Regions from separate parts of the Sus scrofa genome. Here regions 1 and 2 are each linked to region 3. A link is a contact called in public HiChIP or PLAC-seq and promoter capture Hi-C data. All regions are on one chromosome and are shown on one strand. The core of a region is the stretch at or near the end of the contact, and the rest is flanking DNA. Distances in the headings are between cores, read along the strand shown.

Region 1 (3,165 bases), core at 497-2,996, 330 kb after region 3:
CCCGCAACCTCATGGTTCCTAGTCGGATTCGTTAACCTCTGCGCCACGACGGGAACTCCTAGATATGTTTTCTTAGACAAGTCACTTACCCTCTCTGATCCTCGCTTATGTCACCTATGTAGTTTAGTAGGCACTCTGAAAAGAGCAGCTATTTTTATAATGCTCAGCTTGAATGTACAAGCTCAAATGAATAGGGACTCAATATTTCTTTTATTGCCAGGCATTCTAGGGTCCAATGAATGGGGCCTTCACCCCCAGGAATTAATGGTAAGACCCTTCCCATTCCAGCCACACAGTTATGGAGGTGAGGGCACTAGGCAACAACTGACGGCAAAAAAGGAAGTATCGGAGTTCCCGTCGTGGCACAGCGGAAACAAATCCGACTAGGAACCATGAGGTTGCAGGTTTGATCCCTGGCCTCGATCAGTGGGTTAAGGTTCTGGCATTGCTCTGAGCTGTGGTGTAGGTCGCAGGTGCGGCTTGGATCTGGCATTGCTGTGGCTGTGGTGTAGATTGGCAGCTGTAGCTCTGATTAGACTCCTAGCCTGGGAACCTCCATATGCTGCGGTGCGGCCCTGAAAAGCCAAAAGCCAAAAGCCAAAAAAAAAAAAAAAAGACAGAGGAAAAAAAAAAGGAAGTGTCTTTGTACCTTGCAAAGCCTACTTGTGCTTGTAATTTTTTCTCCCTTTCCTTTTTTTAAAGGTGGGGACTGAGTTGGTGGTGGGAGTGTAGTTTCTTACCATGTCTTCTAAGTCTGACTCATGGGGCCTTTTCATTTCATTTGTCATCCTCCTCTCTGCTCAGAACGGGGCTGCCCCAGCACAGGCTTCTGGCTTCACAAACAGGAGGGCGGAAGTGCTTACCCGAAGGAAACCGTTAGGCCCAGATAGCATCGCAGTCACTCAAGGTGACTTGCAGCTGCAGCCCACGCCCTGCTCAGGCCTTCCCTCAGCCACGTGAGGACCCAGGATCCACAGTGCAAATTAGCTCGGCTTCAGCTCTGTTCCTACATGCAGGGTGGGATGCCCTTTCAGAGCTGACTGGGCCGGAGGCAGAGACCTTCATGGGAGGAAGGAGTGAAAAATGGGGAGAAGGGGCAGAGGCCCAGGGCTCAGTTTCAGCAGCCCTGAGTAGGTATAGGGCCCATGCCCCTCTTATCTTCCCTTCCTGTCCCTCCTGAAGATCCTCAGAAGCTAGAATGGAAATAAACCAGCTGGCAAACACCCCATTTTTGCTGGGCTATCTGGGGTTGTGACTTGCTGCTCTGTGTGCTGAGAGGAGCTGACAACCAAGGGGAAGGGAAAGTGGCTCTGAGGGGGTGTCTCCCCTCCCGCTCTAGGAGACTGGTTGGCTCACAAGGGCCCACTTCCTTTACTCTCCTCTCTTCACAAACCCTGGCAGTCTGAATCAGCCAAGCAGAAAATAAAGGCCAGTGCAGAATGAAGAACAAGAAACACCAGGAGTTCCCGGCACAAGTGGGTTAAAATCTGACTGCAGTGGTTAGGGTCACAGCTCAGGCTCATTGGGAACTTCCTTATGCTGTGGGTGCAGCCATGAAAGAAAGAAAGAAAGAGAGAGAGAGAGAGAGAGAGAGAGAAGCCAGAGATGCAGCTTAAGCAGAGGAGCCCATCTTACCATGAGCAGCTCCAGGCCTTCAATAAATAGTGAATGAACGAAGCAAATTAATAGGATCTCTGCCTTTAAATCAAGGGTAGAGACTTTTTCCATAGGTAGGTCTCCAGTGGGAAAGAAAATCTGATGGGAGAAAAGATCATGGAAGGGTACAAGTTATGCAGTAACTTAGTTTTTAGGCAGAATTGCTAAGTGCTCCAATCAATCAGCTCTTAGTAAGTGGCCACACTGTGCTGTTGACTGTCCATTTTAAAAATTAAGAGCAAGAAGCAAATATCCTTCCATGACTATAAATACTTACTTTAACACACACACACACACACACACACACACACACACACTCAGCCCTAAGTCCTGAGAATGCTGCAAAAATAAAACAAAACAACTCATACTGGGAGTTCCTATCGTGGCTCAGTGGAAATGAATCTGACTAGCATCCATAAGGACGCAGGTTCTATCCCTGGCCTTGCTCGGTAGGTTAAAGATACGGTGTTGCATGAGCTCTGGTGTAGGTTGCAGACACGGCTCAGATCTGGCGTTGCTGTGGCTGTGGTGCAGGCTGGCAGCTGCAGCTCCTCTAATTTAACTCCTAGTCTGGGAACTTCCATATGCTGCGGGTGCAGCCCTAAAAAAAAAAAAAAAACCCAAAACGAAAAACTCGTCCTGCCACAAGTGACTATCAATGAGGAAGAGTTGAATATACTAAAATTAAAACAAGACTTGAGAGCTCATGTGTTCAAGGAATGGCAATGGAGGGTTTCCCAGAGGAAGATGATAGCACATGAAATGTAAACTGAGGAGGAAGGTAGCAGGGTAACAGTTGGGCCACAAGGAGGATGATGAAGTACTGAAAGGGCAGCCAGCAGGGTCGGGCAACCTCATGAGACAATTGCCTTATGACAGCAATTATAGTTGTAATACTTTTAGGTAAGAAGTATCATTGGATGCTAAATCTAGTGGGTAAAAATGGAATGAGGACTAGGATTTTATATAATTCCAAAGTCTCTCCCCAGAAGTTACTCATTAATTACAAAGAAAAAAAGTAACTTAACAGAGAATAAGCCTAACAGACACCATATTAATCAAATGATCAAATAAACAGCAGCAGTGACGGGACAAATTGACTTCACATTCTACCTGATGGGATGTAATAAGAAGAGCACACCATCACTTCTGTGATAATCTGGCCCAAGGTGCATAACCTGAATCTAATCATGAAGAAACACTGGACAAGCTAAATGGAAAGACGTTCCTCAAAGTCACAGTGAGTTCCAAAAGTGCCCATGTCAAGAAGGTCAAGGGAAGGCTGGGGAAGGGTTCAGGTTAAAGGAGACTAGAGCCAATAACAATTGGATTGACCATGTACTTCTAGATTGGTTCCTTTGACTATAAAGTATATTAAGGGAATTATTATATATATTATACATTATTGTATATATCAAATCATCATAATTTGTGCTTTTAAGTATCTTACAATTTTATTTGTCAATTATATCTCAATAAAGCTGAAAAAAGATAAATTACTAGAATTGG
Region 2 (3,129 bases), core at 122-2,621, 270 kb before region 3:
TTCCATGTGCCACAGGTGAGGCCAAACACTTAAAAAAAAAAAAGACCCCCAGTGGTAGTCAGATAAAACTCAAAACTACTTAAATTCTCTTGTGGTGCAGCAGATTAAGGATCCAGCTGCTGTCACTACAGGGGATTGGGTTGCTGCTGTGGTGTGGATTCCATCCCTGGCCAGGGAACTTCCACATGTCCCGAGCATAGCCCCCCCGCCCCCAAATCAAAACTCCTTAGCCCGGCATAAAAGTTCTCTCAGTTATCTTTACTGCCCAAGGACCTGCTTGCCTCTGGCTTCTCACAACAGCAGTCCCCCTCCGATCCTTCATGCTGCAATCACACAGAAACAGTGCTTTAAGGCTCCCACTCTCTCTGACCTCCCAGCTTTACACGTGTCTCCTGTCACCCCCAAATTCTGTCGAGCTCAGGCATCACAAACGCGGCACAGCTGTCACTTTCCCTGGCCCTCCACCTTTACACATGCCTTCCACCCTCACCCAATTCCACCGACTTTATCAAGATTCAGTGCAGACATCCCAATTTCCCGCATGCCTTGTTTCCCTAAATAATCTCGAATAACCCTGTATATACACTTCTATCAATTCACACTGTATTATAACTGTCATTCTCACAAGACTGAGTTCCTCGAGGTCGGGATTGTCTTCTGTATCTTAAATGCCTGGCATAGCACCTGACAAGCTAAAAATCAAGCATATATATCATCTCCGTTATTAAACCCCAAGAAAAGAGGTCACAGCCACCCAGAAATAGTCTAAAGGTGGCGCAGGCTGGGGCAGGTAGAGAACCATGGGAGGCGAAAGTCCACCGGAACAGTCATGCTCTGCTCAAACCCAAGCGGAATGACAGTTTCACGAAGGCAGCGCCTGAAACCTGAACCGAAGGACAGAAGGCAGTGATAGCAATATTTCCTGGTGTTGCCATTCAAAGGTCCCGTCCAAGCCTCCGCCCCAGAGGAAGGCTGGGGCTGCGGGGAGCTCGCCCTTGCCTCCCGCGCAGGCCCAGCTCCCCAGCCCGCGCCCGGATCTCAGCCCTGGAGTCTCACTTCTCTACATCCGCTGACTTCATGATGTGGGTCTTGGATGCCGTCAGCTTCCAGGGCCCGAAGGAGAAGTCCTGGTGGCTGCTCTGGAAGCCGTGGATCATCATGGCTGCGATGGAGCCCGCGTGGGCTACGCAGAACAGGTTGGAGCAGCGGTGGCAGCGGCAGCGACAGCGGTAGCGGACACCGCTCCCTCCGCCTTGCTCCGGCCCAGCCCCCTCGGCTTCCCAGCCGTTACCATGCCCGGCCCCGCCCCCTGCCGGCCGACCCGGACGCAGGCCCAACTTTCCACCTTCTTCTCCGCCCCTCGGGTTTTGCTTCCGGGAGCAGTTGCCAAGGTTGCGTGACCTACGTATTACGTCAAGACGCACCGGGAAAAAGGCGGTGAGAAAATGCTGAGGGGAGAGGCCTCGACTCAGGAGGTGTGGTCGGGGTGCACCGCTCCCTGAGCTGCTGCAATGACGTCGTCTCAGGGCATGTTTAATGGAAGCTCCACGGTGGAAAAGGTGAGTTGAACGTGATCCTAGCCAACTTTGCAAAGCAGCGAGTTACCTCGCGTGTTGGTGAATTAGGGTAGAGAGGAAATGCCCTACATTTTCCCATTGAGGCCAAAATTTTAAAATCACTTAAGAGTCCAGGAGCTTAGGTCAACATCAAGAGCTACGTGACCCAGAATTGGACATCTAGCTGCTATCGATTAAGACTCCTATCAAAAATTTCCTCATTCAGGAATTCCTGTCGTGGCGCAGCGGAAACTAATCCGACTAGGACCCATGAGGTTGCGGGTTCGATCCCTGGCCTCGCTCAGTCAGTATGTTAAGGGATCTGGCATTGCGGTGACTGTGGCATAGGCCGGCAGCTATAGCTCCTATTTGACCCTTGGCCTGGGACTCTCCTTATGCCGTGGGTGTGGCCCTAAAAAAAGAATTCATCGTTCAGACATTTCAGGACTTTCCTGGTCTAGCTATCACCTAAGCATCTGGTATAGTGGAAACAGCACTTTAGACCCGTACTAAATCATCTTTTACAATGATGTTTTATGCATCCTTGGCAAACCACTTAACTAATGATTTTGGCTTCAGCTGCCTAAAATAGTATGCTTTCCTGGCCTGGGAACTCCCACATGCCAGCGGGGCCAAAATAAATTAGAAAAAAAAAAAAATCCCTTGCTCTTAGGGTGTCTATCAAATCTTTTTTTTTTTTTTGGCTTTTTAGGTCTGTGCCCAAGGAATGTGGAGGTTCCCAGGCTAGGGGTCAAATCCAACCTACACCTACCAGCCTGCACCACAGCCGTAGCAATGCTGGATCTGAGCATCATCTGCTACCTACACCATAGCTCACGGCAATGCCTGATCCTTAACCCACTGGAGCAAGGCCAGAGATCAAACCTGAATCCTCAAGGATACTAGTTGGATTCGTTTCCGCTTTGCCACAATGGGAACTTCTCCCAAATCTTTCTTTCTGGCCCCATTTTCAACTCCCTCTCAGCCCTACTCACCAGCACTCAGCCCAACCTTTGGGCCCTTACTCTTGCTGTTCTATCTGCTTGAAACTGTCATACTCAGACCTGTCCCATTTCAGAGTCAACCTGGCACCTTTTAGAACTATAGATTCTCCAGCCCCCATCCCTTTCCCTAACCTGGGATGATCTGCCTTGGAATGATACATCTCCTCCAAAAGGCTTTTTCTGAACTCTGGAGCTGGATTTAATCACTCCTTCTTCTTAGCCAACATGTTGATTTAATTTAACTTCACTCATTCCAGTTACCACTGTTTATTCATTCATCCAAATGAATGTCAAAATTTGAGCATCTGCTGTTGGCCAGGCATTTGTTTTTTCATTAGGAAACAGCACTCACACCCTTTCTTTTTTTTTTTTTTTTTTTTTTTTTTTTTTGTCTTTTGTCTTTTTGTTGTTGTTGCTGTTGTTGTTGTTGTTGTTGCTATTTCTTGGGCTGCTCCCGCCAGGCTAGGGGTTGAATCGGAGCTGTAGCCACCGGCCTACGCCAGAGCCACAGCAACGCGGGATCCAAGCCGCGTCTGCAACCTACACCACAGCTCACGGCAACGCCAGAT
Region 3 (2,957 bases), core at 91-2,590:
ATACCTAGCAAAAAGCGACAGAATTGGAAAAAAATTAATGCTGTCATTTTCAAATTCAAAGAAAAATTAAAAGAGTAATGAAAAGATTTGCAGAGGAAGAAATAAAATAAATTACTAAATCCGTCCACTTTTAGCTCAGGCGTGACCCAGAATCCTCACAAATCCACTTTCCCCAAAACGAAAAAAAAGTGTAATACTGTTCCCTCAAGTATCAAGGTTGTTTTTAGAAAGCTTAACTAAGAAACAGTAAATGCCAAGTGTGTTTCACAGGGGGGGAATGGGAACGTGAAATCCTACACCTCCTTAAAGCGGTCAAAACGACTGAACACCAGAGTCCAACTGGGAATGCGCGCGGGGGTGGGGAGAGCTCAGCTATCACTTTTAGGTTTGGCTCGGAGCCGCAGGACAGTTTACATAGAGTCTGTTTGGAGCGTAAAGTCCCCGAGGGTGGTCAACGCATCACTGGCGACACCTAAGCCCTCCCGAGACTGTAGGGGAGCGGCGGTCAACACAAACTTAGGTCCTTCGGCGGAGCGAGGACAGCGCTGGAGAAGAGCTAAAGCGCCAACTTTTGCTCTAAACGCTGCAGCACCGGGAGGTTCGACAAGTCTTCTCCCGAGTCCCACTCCAGAAGCCACCCTAACACCAACCTTAGCCACTACTGTCTGCCCCCGGTCCGACCCCCCGAGGAAAACCCAGCAAGGGCGGCGGCTGGCAGCATGCAAAGGGGAGGCTTGGCCGTGGGAGGACACGGGCGCAGAATCCGACGGCCGAGGTCCACCCAGCATCCCTGAGTCTCCGGGGGACCCCTACCAGGCGCTATCCCACCTCCAACAGCCCCCGCGGCGCGGCCCCCTCCCCCACCTCTGGGCGGCGACCTCAGCGCCTCCGCCCCGGGGCCCCTGCTCACCCAGGTAGCGGCTCCGCAGCCGGGAGGGGTCCTCCAGCCCGAGAGACCTTTTCCTCACGTCCCACAACAGGTGTGGGCAGGAACCACCCCGAGACATGGCTCTGCCGGGCCGGGGGAGGAGGGGAGACCACCGCGTGGGGGAGGGGAGGAAGGGGAGGGGACACGCGGCTCAACACCCCAGCCGCACCGGCACCATCCGCGCGCCGAGCCTCGCGGGCGCAGCGAGTTAGATGGCGGCGGCAGGATCGACCCGCGCGCCTTCGCCCCCGAAGCCTGGCCGCACCCGGGCCAGAGCTCGCCTCATACTCTCCCTCTCAGACTACCCAGAACATCCAGAGATCAGCAACAGTCCCCTCCCTCGGCCCCCCTCCAACAGGAGGAGACCGAGGAGGCGGAAGCGGCCTCGACTCCTCCCTCTCCTCGTTCTCTACACCCTCCCTTCCAAGCCTTCTCGCGAGATAACGACCACCTTGGGGACTGAGGCAGGTGTGCGCCAACGCTGCCCTTACCCTAGAAAAATGGGTTCAGACCACTCTAGCCAAATCCTTTATGCTTTTTGGATAAATGAGGACTAGAGGGAGAAGGAGTTGAAATCAGAAGTTTTTCGCTCACGAGTCTCATTCCAAAGGAAGCAAGAGAATTGTGCGGCGTCATCTTTAGTCGGGGCACGGGAAGGCCCGAAAAGCCCATTTTAACTAGGGGCCTCCTTAACCAAAGTGAAAGGGGATCAGAAGCGGTGCAGCTTCACTTTCCCTTCTCCAACATGGCCTCCAGGGCAGCAAGGAGAAATTGGAGGTTTGCTCTGGACCCCGCCCGCGCCTCGGGGCTGGCCAATCACCGCGGACAGTTCTAGTTGCGCAAGCGCACTACAGGTAGGACGCGAGGTTGATTCGGTGAGGCAATCCTTTTGCCACCTGTTTCCATGACCCCTCCTCCTCTTAGGCGGTGGGAGGCCAGTAGGCGGGCTGGGGGCGGGCCATCGCAGTGTCTCCGCCCCGTCCACCTTCTCTGGGTGCGGGCCCGCGGGTAGTTGGAAAGAGGTCAGGCAGAGCTACGGGAAGGGCACCCGGAGGAAGAGGAGGGCGAGAGGCGTTGAGGCAGGGGAGAGTGACGAGGTGCCCTTCATTGTCAGCCAGGGACGAGCACGCGGCCACTCTCCCCTCACTCCGACTGCCCACGATCACTCGTCCGCAGAAATGTCAGCCGCCGGCGCCCGGGGCCTGCGAGCCACCTACCACCGGGTTCTCGATAAAGTGGAGCTCCTACTGCCTGAAAAATTGAGGCCGTTGTACAACCACCCAGCAGGTAATGAACCCAGAGTGGCTCTCACCGAGTCCTTCCCTCCCCGTCCCTCTAAGAGACGTTTAGAGGCCCGCTGACAACTCTGCCGCTGGAGGCGTCACCCACAGCCCCATCCCCTTCCCTTTAAGTGAAACCGTGTACTCTTTCTTGCATTTCACGTTTTCTTTTCCAGCATCTTTCATCAACTCCTAGTTTTCAAGCAAGCGCCCTTTGCGACCTTGGTTGCACCTCATCCCTTAGGCACCATTCACACCCGGACCAGGCCTCTGGGTTTCATCCTTCTCCGTTTCTGCGGCCAGGAAAGGGTCTTGGGCCATTAGGAAACCTCATTTCCTCTTTTCCTCCAAGAGTAGTGGTATATTGACCCACGCGGAGAAGAGCTGTCGTACCGCACCGGCGGATTTAGAGTAAAGGTCGTACTTCCTCAAACTCCAGCTGACAGGCCTGCAGATGTGTTACCCGGGTTTCTGAGTCAGTGTCATTCCTTGTCCCATAGGCCTAGTTTTTTTAAAGTTAACCTTATTTATTAAATTACTACTAAACCAGCTCTCCCTAGACCTTTTTGTGCGGACGGACCTGGATTTAATTCTGCTCAGCTTGCTTACTATAGGTGTGACCTTGGGCGAAATCTTTTATCTTAACTTCTGTAAAATCTGATCGATGTGAGAGTTAAAGATAGCATATGTGTCTGTTTCTTTATAAATTCTCCATAAATACTAGCCCCCTCTTTAACCTATTGGAAAAC

Evidence for each region. Promoter capture Hi-C pulls out the DNA fragments that hold promoters and counts their contacts. HiChIP or PLAC-seq counts read pairs in DNA pulled down with a chosen protein or histone mark.
Region 1: an H3K27ac HiChIP or PLAC-seq map of alveolar macrophages shows a contact between it and region 3. The contact joins the promoter of RCSD1 here to the promoter of DCAF6 in region 3. A contact is called at or near these places in 1 of 47 Hi-C or Micro-C datasets (skeletal muscle) and 1 of 2 datasets of contacts at active chromatin or transcription factors (alveolar macrophages).
Region 2: a promoter capture Hi-C map of liver shows a contact between it and region 3, with 4 times the contacts expected there. The contact joins the promoter of TIPRL here to the promoter of DCAF6 in region 3. A contact is called at or near these places in 1 of 5 promoter capture datasets (liver), 3 of 47 Hi-C or Micro-C datasets (heart right ventricle, liver and skeletal muscle) and 1 of 2 datasets of contacts at active chromatin or transcription factors (alveolar macrophages).

The regions. Positions count from the first base shown.
Region 1 is chr4:83,402,356-83,405,520 of Sscrofa11.1, forward strand. It overlaps RCSD1 (RCSD domain containing 1), which reads right to left and starts at 1,747. Exons shown (of 8, transcript NM_001244462.1): 1 at 1,636-1,747. The coding sequence starts at 1,728.
Region 2 is chr4:82,793,394-82,796,522 of Sscrofa11.1, forward strand. It overlaps TIPRL (TIP41-like protein), which reads right to left and starts at 1,372. Exons shown (of 7, transcript XM_001928523.5): 1 at 1,057-1,372. The coding sequence starts at 1,160. LOC100525571 (a long non-coding RNA gene) reads left to right here and starts at 1,407. Exons shown (of 3, transcript XR_001308291.2): 1 at 1,407-1,559.
Region 3 is chr4:83,068,378-83,071,334 of Sscrofa11.1, forward strand. It overlaps DCAF6 (DDB1- and CUL4-associated factor 6), which reads right to left and starts at 1,341. Exons shown (of 19, transcript XM_021089469.1): 1 at 911-1,341. The coding sequence starts at 1,007. It overlaps MPC2 (mitochondrial pyruvate carrier 2), which reads left to right and starts at 1,537. Exons shown (of 6, transcript XM_003355070.4): 1 at 1,537-1,782; 2 at 2,105-2,215. The coding sequence starts at 2,107. It overlaps MIR9810 (microRNA 9810), which reads left to right and starts at 1,986; the gene lies at 1,986-2,080.